Regions from separate parts of the Anser cygnoides genome. Here region 1 is linked to region 2. The links are chromatin contacts, called in public Hi-C maps. All regions are on one chromosome and are shown on one strand. Each heading gives the region's core, a stretch centred on a gene start, on an enhancer-like site or on the middle of the called end of the contact. The rest is flanking DNA. Distances are from core to core; before and after follow the strand shown.

Region 1 (5,941 bases), core at 2,358-4,857, 300 kb before region 2:
GACAGAGAATACTGAAATTTCCAATGGCCTCAGCTCCAGTGAGCCCCAGAAGCACCAACATATTCTGTTCTTATTCAGCAACAGCTCTCAAGAATAAGAACCAACTTGTCTGGTAGATATTGAGAGTTCTGCGCAGTATTAGCAAGGCTCTCAAGGAGAAATACTAATTGGTGTACTGTTTGATGACCTCTCTGAAAACCTTAAAATAAAAATACAGCGTGGTCCTCAGAGTATAAGCAGTAAAACTTTGAACCACGAGGGCGTAACTGCTTGACCCCTCACTACCCAAGCCAGGCTTGCATTTGAAATCACAACCGGTCGCGTTACGCAGCACTGGGTTTTGGGCTCTTCCTGCTGCAGGTGGCATCGCCCTCCCCACCCCCACTCACATGTCCTTCTTCACTTCAGAGTCGTCGAAGCGCCGCCCGATGAGACGCTTGGTAGCGTAGAAGGTGTTGTGCGGATTAGTTACCGCCTGCCGCTTCGCCGGCATTCCCACCAAGCGCTCACCATCTGCTGTGAAGGCAACAACCGACGGCGTCGTCCTGGCACCTTCCGAGTTCTCCAGCACCTACGTGAAAGCCAAAACAGGACCCCACCAAAAATCACCGCCTGCGAGAACACCGATTGGGACTGCAGGCTGAAGTTTATTTTTGACTTACTTTGGCTTGTTTTCCTTCCATAACTGCCACGCAGGAATTTGTTGTACCCAAATCAATTCCGATAACGGCACCCTTAATTGCTTCTGAGCTGTAAGGAGCATTACAGGAAAAATCAGATTACTGCTAAAGGCAGATACTACCTAGATACAATCTTTCTGGTCTGAAGGCAGGACAAAGTCATTTTTCACCAGACATCGAAGCAAACCCACATGCTGTTCTGGGCCCAAAGGTGCTCTCTGACTCTTGCACTGGAATTTAACCTCCTGGCTCTCAACTCAATCAGATTGCCTACAGTTAAATCCCCACATATTTGTTTAAACACATAACACCACTCTTCACCAGAAAGATCTCAACTGTATCTTCTCAACATCCGATAAGATTTAGATACAGAATGAGTTGCAAGTAAGCCCAGCCCTCCTCACACGAAGTTTCCTGGACTTGTTTTGGGTTACTTTTGATTTCTGCACTCCAGCTTGCCTGATGACATCCTCCTGGGGTCAAGATGCTAGTAATAAATGGGATCAGTTCATTTATCACTGCTTAGCATGAAGTGAACAATGCACAGAGACAACAAAACTAGCTAAGCCCATGCAGGGTCCTCTGAGGCAGAGTGAAAGAACCATCTGTTTGCTCCTGAAGGGCAGGAAGTTAATTCTGAAAAACAGGAGTGGTTCTGACATGAGGGAAACTTAAACCTCTTCTTTCTTTCTAGGAAGCGTGTTACCTCTTTCAAGGCTAGTGAGAACTCCCGAACCGTAGTTCTGCTTTCTAGACAAAGCCACGTTCTGGAATAGAGCAGCACCCTGAAGCCAGAGCAGGGCCCTGTTTATGACCAGGGCATCGCCTCCCACTCCCCAGGGTGCTCGGCCGCTCTAACTCCGGTTCACCCAGCCTCAGGCAGCGATCTCGAAAATGAGCAACCGCTCCGTGTCTTTGTACCGACCAGAGCCGGGCCGTTTCCCTAACACAGGCATATTTCCTGCCCCGTGTCCCCAGCCACCACTGCCCACAGAACATCTGACTAAGTTATACAACTGCTGTCCTTTCCTCATCATCCCGTAACATGACAAACAAGTGATTGAAACGCACAAGCTCTTTGAAATAAGCTTTATCTGCACTGAAACAGAGCCACTTGTCACCCTGGTTTCACACCAGCGTAAAACAAGTTTTCCATCCTTTCCCTCTCCAATCAAACAAATCTCAAGAATTTTGTGGATGCTGCTGATGGTGGAGAGTGGGGGGAAGAACAATCCTAAAAGTTCCCCTGAAATAAAAAAAATAAATTACAGGGATAAAGACACAGCCTTGGGAAAGTGACAGGCATAGGTTCTAGCTCTGCTCTTTTTCACCATCTCCCACTCCCATAATCAGTTCTGGAGTCACAAGGTTCGAAATAAACATCAAACATCCAGACCTGAAAAAGCAAGGCAATACTCACGCATATTTTCTGCTGGATGCCGCTCTGAGAACGTTCTGACTGAGGCCATTCCAGAACGTCTATAAAATAAAGAGGTTCTCATGAAGGTTGAGTTTGAACAGGAAGCGATCTTCAGCCCAAGACTTTCAGAGGAAGACAATTTCTGAAGTAACACAGCCCTACAACACTGTATTTTTTTAAAAAATCTTGAGGACAAACTAAGCAAGAATTTAAGGAAGTTTCCGTTTGTCACAAAAAAAACTACTACTATCCCCATAATACCAATATTTATTACCTGAACTGAGCAATTTCACTCAAAGCAGTCTATGCATACGCTACCAGTTAAGCAGACAAAAATTAGTTCACTAATTTAGCTCTGAACCTTCAGCCCACGACGAGGATCAGCAGATAAACATTAACCCAGTTCCTGAAGGCTTGTGTGCGGTCAGCCTCAGATGTTCTGCTTGAAAAATCTGCGCTCAAGGTTTTGGGACAACTCTTATGGTTTTTTTGCACAAGCTGCGTCTCTGCACGCACACGTCAGCATCTCAGAGAGCTCCGACAGTGTCGTGCATTTCTCTCCTCGTGTTTTTAGCAAAGCATCTCGTTACAAACAAAAGCGCCCCAACACACGAGTGTTCTGGGGATCCTTCGGGACTCGTGGCCTTGCCCCTGCCAGACGCAGGCAATGGTGCGACAGCTGGGGCAGGCCGGCCCCAGCACCAAGAGCTGCCGGACCGGGAGGCCCCATCCCCTAAACTCATTTTCGTCCCCTGCCGTTGCCAGCCCGACCTCCGCGACCATTTTGTCCCGGGGCAGCGGGGAATTGAGCAACCCTGCCCTGGGCTTCCCTGCAAACGGAACCAGCGCCAGCGGAGTGCCCAATGCTAACGGGGCGCGTCTTGCGACCCCTGCCTGCCGCCCCCACACGGCCTGGGCCTGCCTCCATCGCGGCCGGCACGGCACCAGCAGCCCCCTGCAGTCCCCTTCGGCCTGCCCCAGCCCCTCTGCGGGGGCCCCCCAGCCCCCCTCCGCCCCCACTTAGGCCCCTCACCCCCCCAGCTCCTCTCAGCTCCCCCTAGCCCCCCTCAGCCCAGCCCAGGCCCCCCAACCTCCCTCAGACCCCCCAGATCCCCCCCTGTGCCCCTTCACCCCCCAGCTCCTCCCAGCTTCCCCCCCCAAAGCCTCCCGCCCTCCGTCAGGCCCCTTCAGGCCCCCCCAGACCCCTAAACCCCCCTTTGAGCTCCTCCTCAAGCCCCCCTCACGCCCCCCAGCCCCCCACCTCCCTCAGGCCCCTCCGCCCCCCCCTTCAGCTCCCCTTCAGCTCCCCCCCAGCCCCCTCACGGCCCCCTCCCCGCCCCCCCGCACCTGCGCGAGCCCCGGGGGCGCTGTGGCGGGCCCGCCGCGGGGCAGCAGCAGAGGCAGGCGGGCGGCGGCGCGGCGGGCGCTGAGCATGGCGGCGGGGGGCAGTGGGGCCGGGCCGGGCTCTTCTGGAAGCCTCCACCCACGTGGGCCTCGCGGGGGGGGCTTCGCGCCGCAAGGACCCCCCTCCGCGGGCTGTCCCTGCGATCGCCTGTTCCTCCCGTTGGCTTTTCGTAAAGCGCTCCGGTTCTCGCGCCCTCCCCGCGGCTGCGCGCCGGCACCAAGGGGCTTGCACGGAGGCGGCGGCTCGCCCCGCGGGCACCGAGCCGAGGCGCGGGCCCTCGGGTTGCGCTCCCGGTGCCGGCACAGCCGCGGGCAGCCGGGGGCCTGCGGGCGGCCGCGCACTCAAGGTCGGGCAGGAGAAAGCGCGGGGCGATTGCAGCCGCCTTGCGTCAGGGGGAGGGCGCATGCGCAGAGCGCCGGGAGGCGCCGCGAGGGGGCGGGGGCGGGCGGGGCTGCGCCGGGGGCGGGCGCGCATGCGCGGTGTGCGCCGGGCGGGGGTGAGGGGACGGGGCTGAGGGGCCGGGCGGGCCGGGCTCCCCCGCCCTGCGTGGCAGCGGGGCCGTCCCCTGTGCTGCTGCCTCCTGCCCCCCGCAGCTCCCTGCCCGTCCTGCCCTCTGCTGTTCGTCGAGCCGCCGCGGTGCTCTCTGCTCCCCCTCCGGGCCCCCGCGAGGCACCGCCACCAGCCGTTCCGCCGCCGCCCAGCACGCTGCTCCCCTCCGGGCGGGGTCCTCACGCCGCCCCTCAGCCACCCTAGTTTACCCTGCTCGTACCCATCGCTTCCCGCTCCTGGTGCGACCTGCGGGACACAAAGCTCCCAGCCGGCACAATCCCGGGGCGGCGCCTTGCCTCAAGAAAGCAGTTCTTTATTCTGGAAACAACACAGATCGCTCCACCGATACGCGCTCACTGTTTCTTGTGTTAGCTCATAAATACAAAGTATTTTGTACTTGCGAAGTCCTCTCCTTCGTAAACTGCAACGCTCCGGGCCTGGCGCAGCCGCGTGCACTCACAGCTTGCCTTGTGCCGGCCGAGCGCAGGGCGGGGGCACAGGGACCCTCCGCCTGGAGCAGCCAGGCCAGGTGCAGCCTGCAATTTGTGCGCACAATTACGACAATTTCGTTTTGAAGTCAGACCCGTGAGAGGCGTGAAACAAACGGGTAACGGTTGGAGGAGAAAAAATCCCGATTTGGGCTTCGACAGAATTCACTCCTTCTCTGCTGCCTTGGCAATAAGACAGCGAGGGGAAAAAAATAAAAAAAAGCCGTTCACGTTCCTGGCTCCCTCCTTTCCAGTAGCACCAACATATATCTCGAGGAGCTCCAGTGCAGGTTTTTACTGCAGAAAATAAACAGTGAATTGTGTCCCCCACGCCAAGCAGCAGAACAAGGACGAACCCAGGCAGCCTCCAGCCTCATCCCCTCGCCTGCCTCGCCCAGCCCGACCTCCCCACTGCCCCCCAACCCCTTTGTTCCCAAGGAGGATATTTCTGAGACCTCCATCTCAGGGAGTTCCCCCAGCCCTGCTCACCTGGGGGCAGGAGCTCTCCTCCCTGGCACCCCGATGGGGACGGCCCCATTGCAGCCCCCTCCTGGCAGCAAACCCCCAGGTGCCTCCATCCCAGGAAACCCCGAGGCACCGCTGCCAGCCGGGCTGTCCCTAGAGCTGGTGCTCTCCGAACAGGCGGTGGAGATGCTTTCCTTAACAGGAGTTTATAAAGGGCCGGAGGAGCCGCTGGGGAGAAGTCCCCACCCTGACATCGAGGGCGAGGGACAGCGAGCTGGGAGAGTGCCACAGCCCCGCTGCAGCAGCGCCCGGCAGCTTGCCACCACTCCAGCCTCGTCACAGCCACGCTGCCTGCGGGCTTTGTAACCCTCAGGGCTCGGTGCCAGCCCCACAGCCACCTGCTTGCCAGTGCTGGCAGGCTGCGGGGCCACACGGAGGCCTGCGTGGCAGGAGGGCTCCCTGCCCCTTTGCGTTTCGCCGGGCTGCCTTGTCCAGCTCAGCTCCCCAGCCAGTTCCCTGCACGGACAGCGGCAGCACAGGGTGAGCAGAAGCAACCCAGCTGGGCATGGGGGCAGCTTAAATTGTTTTAAGTAGCCTTGCACCAATTATGAACCCAAAGCACATGTGTTTCCCCTCCCAGAGAAGCCAGAGCCCTCGGGTGTAATTAGCAACACACAGCACGGCTCCGGGGCCGGCCTTCCTCAGTCACATCCCTTCGTTCAAAAGGAGTTGGAGCCAGCGGGGACGCAGGGGCTGGCTTAAATGTATCTGCATGAGGCGGCCCCGCTGTGTTGCAGGGGACAGGGGGGACATGCCATGGGCAGGAGTCCAGGGGCCTGGGGACAGCACTGCCACCCCTGCCTGGGGCACAGGAGCCCTGCTGGAGGCGTCCCCCCACGCTGGGGTGGTGACAGGGACACAAACCCCATTCACT
Region 2 (5,875 bases), core at 155-2,654:
TGAGCTGAGACCTCATCAGGAACTGCCTGTTTCCAGCTTATTTCTTTAACAGAAACATATTTGTACCCCTTGAGATCTAGCAAACACATGGCCATACAGAAGGCAGACCCAGGAACCTGCAGACATGGTCCTCACCTCTGTCAGCTGCACTCCTATACCAAACTGAACATCAGAAGTCTCTGGGTCAGTATTCTGGATGCTTCCACCACAAAACACCTTGGAGGTGGCTGAAAAATACCAGTGTGGGCCAGCCTGGTCATTTAAAGGCAGGGTTAGGGAAAAACAGAGAGAAAGAATGAAGTCCATCCCCTAATAACGCTACCCCTAGAGCATAAACAAATTCTAAAGGATGACGCGGATCAGAAACACGTCTGGTAAACACTGGGGCACGTTACCTGCTTCCTGACCCACAGTACTGCACTGGGAGCCCTGCAGCGCGGCCACGGGCTGGAGCAGCCTCCCTGCATGGGTGGCAGAAGTGCCTTCGCTCGGGCAGCCCGTACTTCTCTGGCGAGCAAATTAATCGGTGCCGGCAAAGTTAGGCTTTGTGCCCCTAAACCGTGTTTGTACTAGGCCAGTTCCAGCGGCAAAACACCAAAAAATAACTTGCCACGAAGAAACGGCGCCGACAGACCTTGTTAGCATAAACCCGGGCCACGCTGCGAGGCGGGCGGCGTTGGTTTTTTGTCAGAGGCTACCTCAGCAGGAGCGCCAGCCGCTGCTGGAGCCCAACACCCTGAGGTGACCCCCCAGCAGCGCCTGTACGCAGAGCCCCGCTTGCTCGGCCCCCGGCTTCACGCAGCGGTGGTGGTTTCACTCAGCCTGCACTACGAGGGCCGTACGCAACCTCGTACCTAAGTGAAGTTTTAAAACCCAGGCTAAAAACCGCACCGCCGAGCCCAGACCCTGAAGGAAAAGCCCCGTGAGCGGCCCCGCGCCGCAGCCGTGCCCTGGGACGCTTTGGGGCCACCTCAGTGGGGGCGTGAGGGGGTCGGGGCACAGCTGAGCTCTCCCTAGCTGGAGCACACAGCACGGCCTTTATTTTTTATTATTTTCCGGTTATTTCTACAACACGAGAGCCCAGGCGGCTGCCTGCGCTCCCCAGCCGCCCCCGGGCCACAACAAACTCCTTTATTCCACCTCGGGGCCTAGCGCAGGCCCCGTCCCCGCCGCACTGCGGGGCGCAGCGCCCGGCCCCAGCCGCCGCCGGCCCCTCACGGGCGCCCCGTGCGCGGCCCCGTGCACAGCCCCGGCCCCGTGCGCGCCCCCGCGCCCGCCGCCCGCCGCGCCCCCCACTCACCGCTCCGCACTGCGCGTGCGCGGCCCCGGCCCCGCCCGCCCACGAGGGCGGGAGCGCGGCTGAGGGGAGGGGGCGCGGGGCCGGCGCCGTGCTGAGGGGACGGCGCCATGTTGGGGGCACGGCGCCATGCTGGGGGCACGGAGCCCTCCTGCGGGGCACCCCCGAGGCGACCCGGGCTGCAGGGCCCGGCAGCCGGCCGGGCTGTTGATCCTCAGGCCCCAGGCTTTCTGTTTGTCCCACAGTGTGAAGCAGCCCCCTGGCACTGCTGTCCCCCGCGTGGCCATGACCTGTCACTGCCCCCTGTCCCTTGGAGCTGCTCAGGCAGCTTGTCCAAAAACTGCCTAGCCAGCACGAGCTGGGGGAAGAGGCAAATAAAATGTGGCATTTGTACTTTGCAGCCATCCCTGCCGTGCTGTGGGGAGCGCCGTGCTGCAGAGCATGCTGCTGTGGGACAACAGGGTGCTGTGCAAGGGGCCCCGTGTCCTTGGTGCTGTCAGGAGAGAGAAAAAGGCCAATACTGCAGCTGGGAAAATTCCCCCGTGGCTGCCAGCTTCGTTGGCAGCCGTTTTGGTGCCACCTCACGCTGTCCCCACGCTGGGTGGGTGGAGGAGGTGACACCCATGTCCCTCACTGCTGTTTTGGCTGCAGGTCTGCACCCTTTGGTCTTTGCATGTCTTGAGCAGATAGTGAGGCTGCAGGGAAGCAGAAGGGTGTTTGTTGCCAGCCAAGTGGGGTTTTGCCCTCCTTTTCTCTCAAACCTTGTGTGTTTTGTGCCTCCAGCAGTAGGTGATGGATTGTAGGAAAATTTCAGCCTTAATTCAGAGTAAATGAAATGTTTTCAATCTTTCCAGGTCGGATATAAACACTTCAAAATCAGGATCAAAACCCACAAAGCCTGTCAGAAGTGCTTCACAGATTTATTGAGTTTTAATGCCACTGTTTTTCAGGCAGGTATGTGATTTTGGGCAAGGCATGACTCCTGATCCTCAGGTACCTGGAGCTGAAGCACTGCACGCTCCAGCCTTTTCCCTCTCCTCCCACGGTCAGCCTGGGCCCTCAGCTCACCAGAGCAGCGCTGCCAGCAGCTTCACCCATCTCGGCTGAAGGCCTTCTGTGGTCTCTCCGGCTGGGCAGGCGAGCTGGGTTCCGCTGTTCCCTTTTGTTCCTGCCACGTGGATCTGTTCCGGTGGGAGTCCCGCAGACGGGGATAACCAGAGGTCTCTCGGAAGCTGTGGTTGTCAGTGGCATCCAGAGGAGGGCTGGGACATCTCTGCCCTGGTGCGATGATGGGGCTTGAACTTCTTTGGCTGCTGACCCTTTTCAAAGTGACTGCCCAGCTGTCCCCACACCTGCTGGGGACACCCTGCCCCGGCCGGGTGGTGTGACACAGGTCTCACGCTCGTCCTTCCCTCTGGTGCAGCCCAAGAGTGCTCTGCTCCATCCCTGGGCAGCAGAGAGCCTTGGCCGCAGGAGATAATTGCTCTGCTGCAGATGGGAGATAAAAAGTAAAATTCAGGCAGCAGGTGCTGGAGGAACATCAGCAGGAGGCAAAGAGCTCCTTTGCATAAGCTCTGCCTCTGCTCTCCTGTTTATTGGGGTTTTACTGGAAATCTTTTGGAGCATTGAGAAGAATAAAGTCCCCCTTCTCCCCAAAAGAAAAAACCTGGATCCCGACACCCCCGAGCTTTCAGGGAAGGGGAGGCTGCAGTGACTGCTGCCCTGGGGGTGGCTGAGCTCAGCTGTGGGTCTGGCCCATATGGGAGGAGCTGAACCAGGACTGTGGAGCCCTGCTGCTGCCCCAGCGCAGGAGCTAGCCCTCTGGGTCATCCCTACGGCTCCCTGCATACCCATGGCCCGTTCTGGGGGCTTGGGAGCTGCAGCGAAAGGTGGGAGCCTGTGCCATGGATCCCAGCGGGAGCGGTGTCGGACGCCAGCCCCAGGCAGCCTGGAAAGTCTTGCTAAGATGCTTGTCCAGAGAGACGCGCTGCTGCGTCCTCGGGCAATGCCGGCCTAATCCCCTCTTCTGAAATCACTCGCACATCAAAGAGATTAAAAAAAAACATGCTCTGCATATATTATCTTTTGCATTTCGAGATCGAGTTCTTCAACAGTGCCTGTTTGATCTGATGGGATGGAAGCTTTTTCTAAAGGTACTGGAGAAGATGGGTGTGAGAGAGTAATTCGGGGCTGGGAGTAATTTTTCATCAATGTACTTGAAGACAATCACAGCACTAGGAGGGAGGCCTAATTGTGGAGTTGTGTAATTAGTTTTTATGTCACTGCAATTATTCTGTTGGCTACATATAAAGAACATGGCAAAATGCAGCACTTAATTTTAAATCAGGACTTGATTCTCTTTCAGTAGGTAATTGATGTTGATCACATCACTTAGCAGTGACTATAAAATGCGCTATTTAGTTTGTAAAAGGATGGAGAAAGGGACTAAGCAGATAGGTAATTGGTGGATCATCGGGCTGCATTGGTGGGAGGCAGCATTAATCCATCAGACTTCAGTTGTCTCTGTTTCCAGCCACTTCTGGCCATCGTTAGTGGCCCAGAGCGTTAACGAACGTGGAGCCACCGATCCCTGCAGCCCAAAGCGTCGCACACCGCAGTGAACAGCCGCTCTGCCTGCGGACGGCGGTGTCGACCGGTGAATTTGCACTTCATGCAATTGATTCCTTGTGTCTAAACACCTCCTGCCAGGGGCAGGCATCGCTCTCTGCTGCTCAGGTTGAGCGTGGGGTGGGCTGCGGGGCTGGTCTCCCTGCACCCAGCATCCCGGCCGGGCTCCAAAGGGGAAATCAGGAAAGCCAAGAGAGCACAAGTGGGTTATTCCTGTGAAACAGCACTGGCAGCTTCTCAGCCGGCAGCTTGACAAGTTTAACATTTTGCGCTTTGGGTGAGAAGTTCCCCACGAGTGATGTGGTGGCAATCAAAGTGATGCTCATGTCAGGGTTGCTCACAAGAACAGCTTTTTTGGCACTGCCCTCGGAGGGGAGAATACTGGGGGCACTTTCCAGCTCGTTTCCCGGGGACAGCCACACTCCCTGCGTCTCCACGTGTCCCACCTACGTGAGCTGGGAGGAGAGATGCCAGAGCGCTGTGTGAGTCCTGTGCTTGGGACTTTGCTCCAGGGGATCAGTAAGAAGAGAAGCTGAGTTGGTAAAACTTTTCCTTGCCTTTGGCACTGGCCATAATTACTCGATTTCAAGCAGTATTTGCAAGCGGTTCCAATGATAGGTCGAGGACAGGAGTGATGCTCCTGCACTGTGCCAAGCAGAGCCAGCGGGCCCAGCCTCGAGGCGGGAGGCGAGATGGCGTGGTGGCTGCGGGGATGGTGCTCAGCGACACGGGGTGACTCCTGGGCCACCTGACCAGAAATTCAGATTTTCTTCAGCAAAAACACGTGAGTTTGTGCCCAGGAGCGTCATGTGCTCAGCTGCAGCCACCCTCCTAGTGCTGTGTGGCTCTCTTATATTTCCAACGAACAATCCAGGAGGTTTTCCTACTATTATCTTTTTATTTTTTTCTAAAACAACCCCGAGAATGATAAACAGCATCCCCGCACCAAGCGCTCCCCAGAAACGTGGTGCCCAGCGAGCGAAGAGCACACGGAGCATTTAAGGAGGGATAATGGCTGTGCCATAATTGCTGGGCGTTCGGGGGAGATTTCACGCTCAGCCTGCGTGCGGCTTGCTGCTCGCGGCTGTTTCCCGAGCCGGCGCGCGGGGAGCGGTGCCGGGGCATCCCAGCGCCGCAGCCAGGCATCGATCCGCTCCAGTCCCCGGGGCCGAGGCTGGAGAGGAGAACCGCGCGGCGTGAAATGTGTTGTTCTCCCGGATAATGAGCAAACTCAACAGGCTGAAGGCGACTTCAGACGAGTTTCCAGGTGTCAGGTCTGGGCTTTGCATTCTGCGCTCGTACCAAAAGAGATGAATTTGTGGCCAGATGGTCGCTGTTCCTACAGTGCGGGGAGAGAGTCCCAGCAGGGTTGTTGTCCGAAACACTATTCCCCTCCAGACTTTCCTCTCTTCCTTCCTCTCATCCTTTGCTGTAGCTCCAAAAGAATTAGATTAAATGGAGGCTCCAGCAGTGCCATGTGTAACGACCTGCAGATCTGGCGCAGCACTGCTTTGCCTCCTAGGGCACTGGTGGTAGCCACAGCCGGGCAGGTGCCACACTGGGATGGTGAAACACATCTTTACAGCTCACAAAGTGAGGTGTGACCCAGCCTGAGCCCGGTGCAGACTACTTTGTGCAGTGCAGATGCATCCAGAGAGAACAGATGTGAACACAAGGCTTGAGACCGGGCAGCATCACAGCTGCCGGGCTGCCCCGCTTCCTTTGGAAGTGCTTTCTCTCACCCATTTTGCGTGCTTTATCCCTCTTTTTTTCCCTCCCTGGGCACAGTGTTCCCCCATGGCACCTCCTTCCTCCTCTCCTTTACCGCAGCTGAGGCCGCTGCTGCCGAGCGGGGGCAGAGCTGCTGGAGGGGCTTTTTGGGGTCTGCATCGCTCCTCTCGCTGCTGGGACCCGGCCAGTTCTGCAGGACCAGCTCTGCCACCGCAGCAT

The links. A called contact is a pair of places that touch in the nucleus more often than the background predicts.
Region 1: a contact with region 2 is called in a Hi-C map of liver, with 1.8 times the contacts expected there. The contact joins the promoter of HSPA9 here to the promoter of SIL1 in region 2. A contact is called at or near these places in 2 of 7 Hi-C or Micro-C datasets (granulosa cells and liver).

What each region holds. Positions count from the first base shown.
Region 1 is chr14:13,591,796-13,597,736 of Taihu_goose_T2T_genome, reverse strand. HSPA9 (heat shock protein family A (Hsp70) member 9) reads right to left here and starts at 3,607. Exons shown (of 17, transcript XM_067005547.1): 1 at 3,448-3,607; 2 at 2,101-2,159; 3 at 663-750; 4 at 390-571. The coding sequence starts at 3,534. LOC106034341 (a long non-coding RNA gene) reads left to right here and starts at 5,232. Exons shown (of 3, transcript XR_001205941.3): 1 at 5,232-5,547.
Region 2 is chr14:13,290,195-13,296,069 of Taihu_goose_T2T_genome, reverse strand. SIL1 (SIL1 nucleotide exchange factor) reads right to left here and starts at 1,404. Exons shown (of 13, transcript XM_067005539.1): 1 at 1,301-1,404.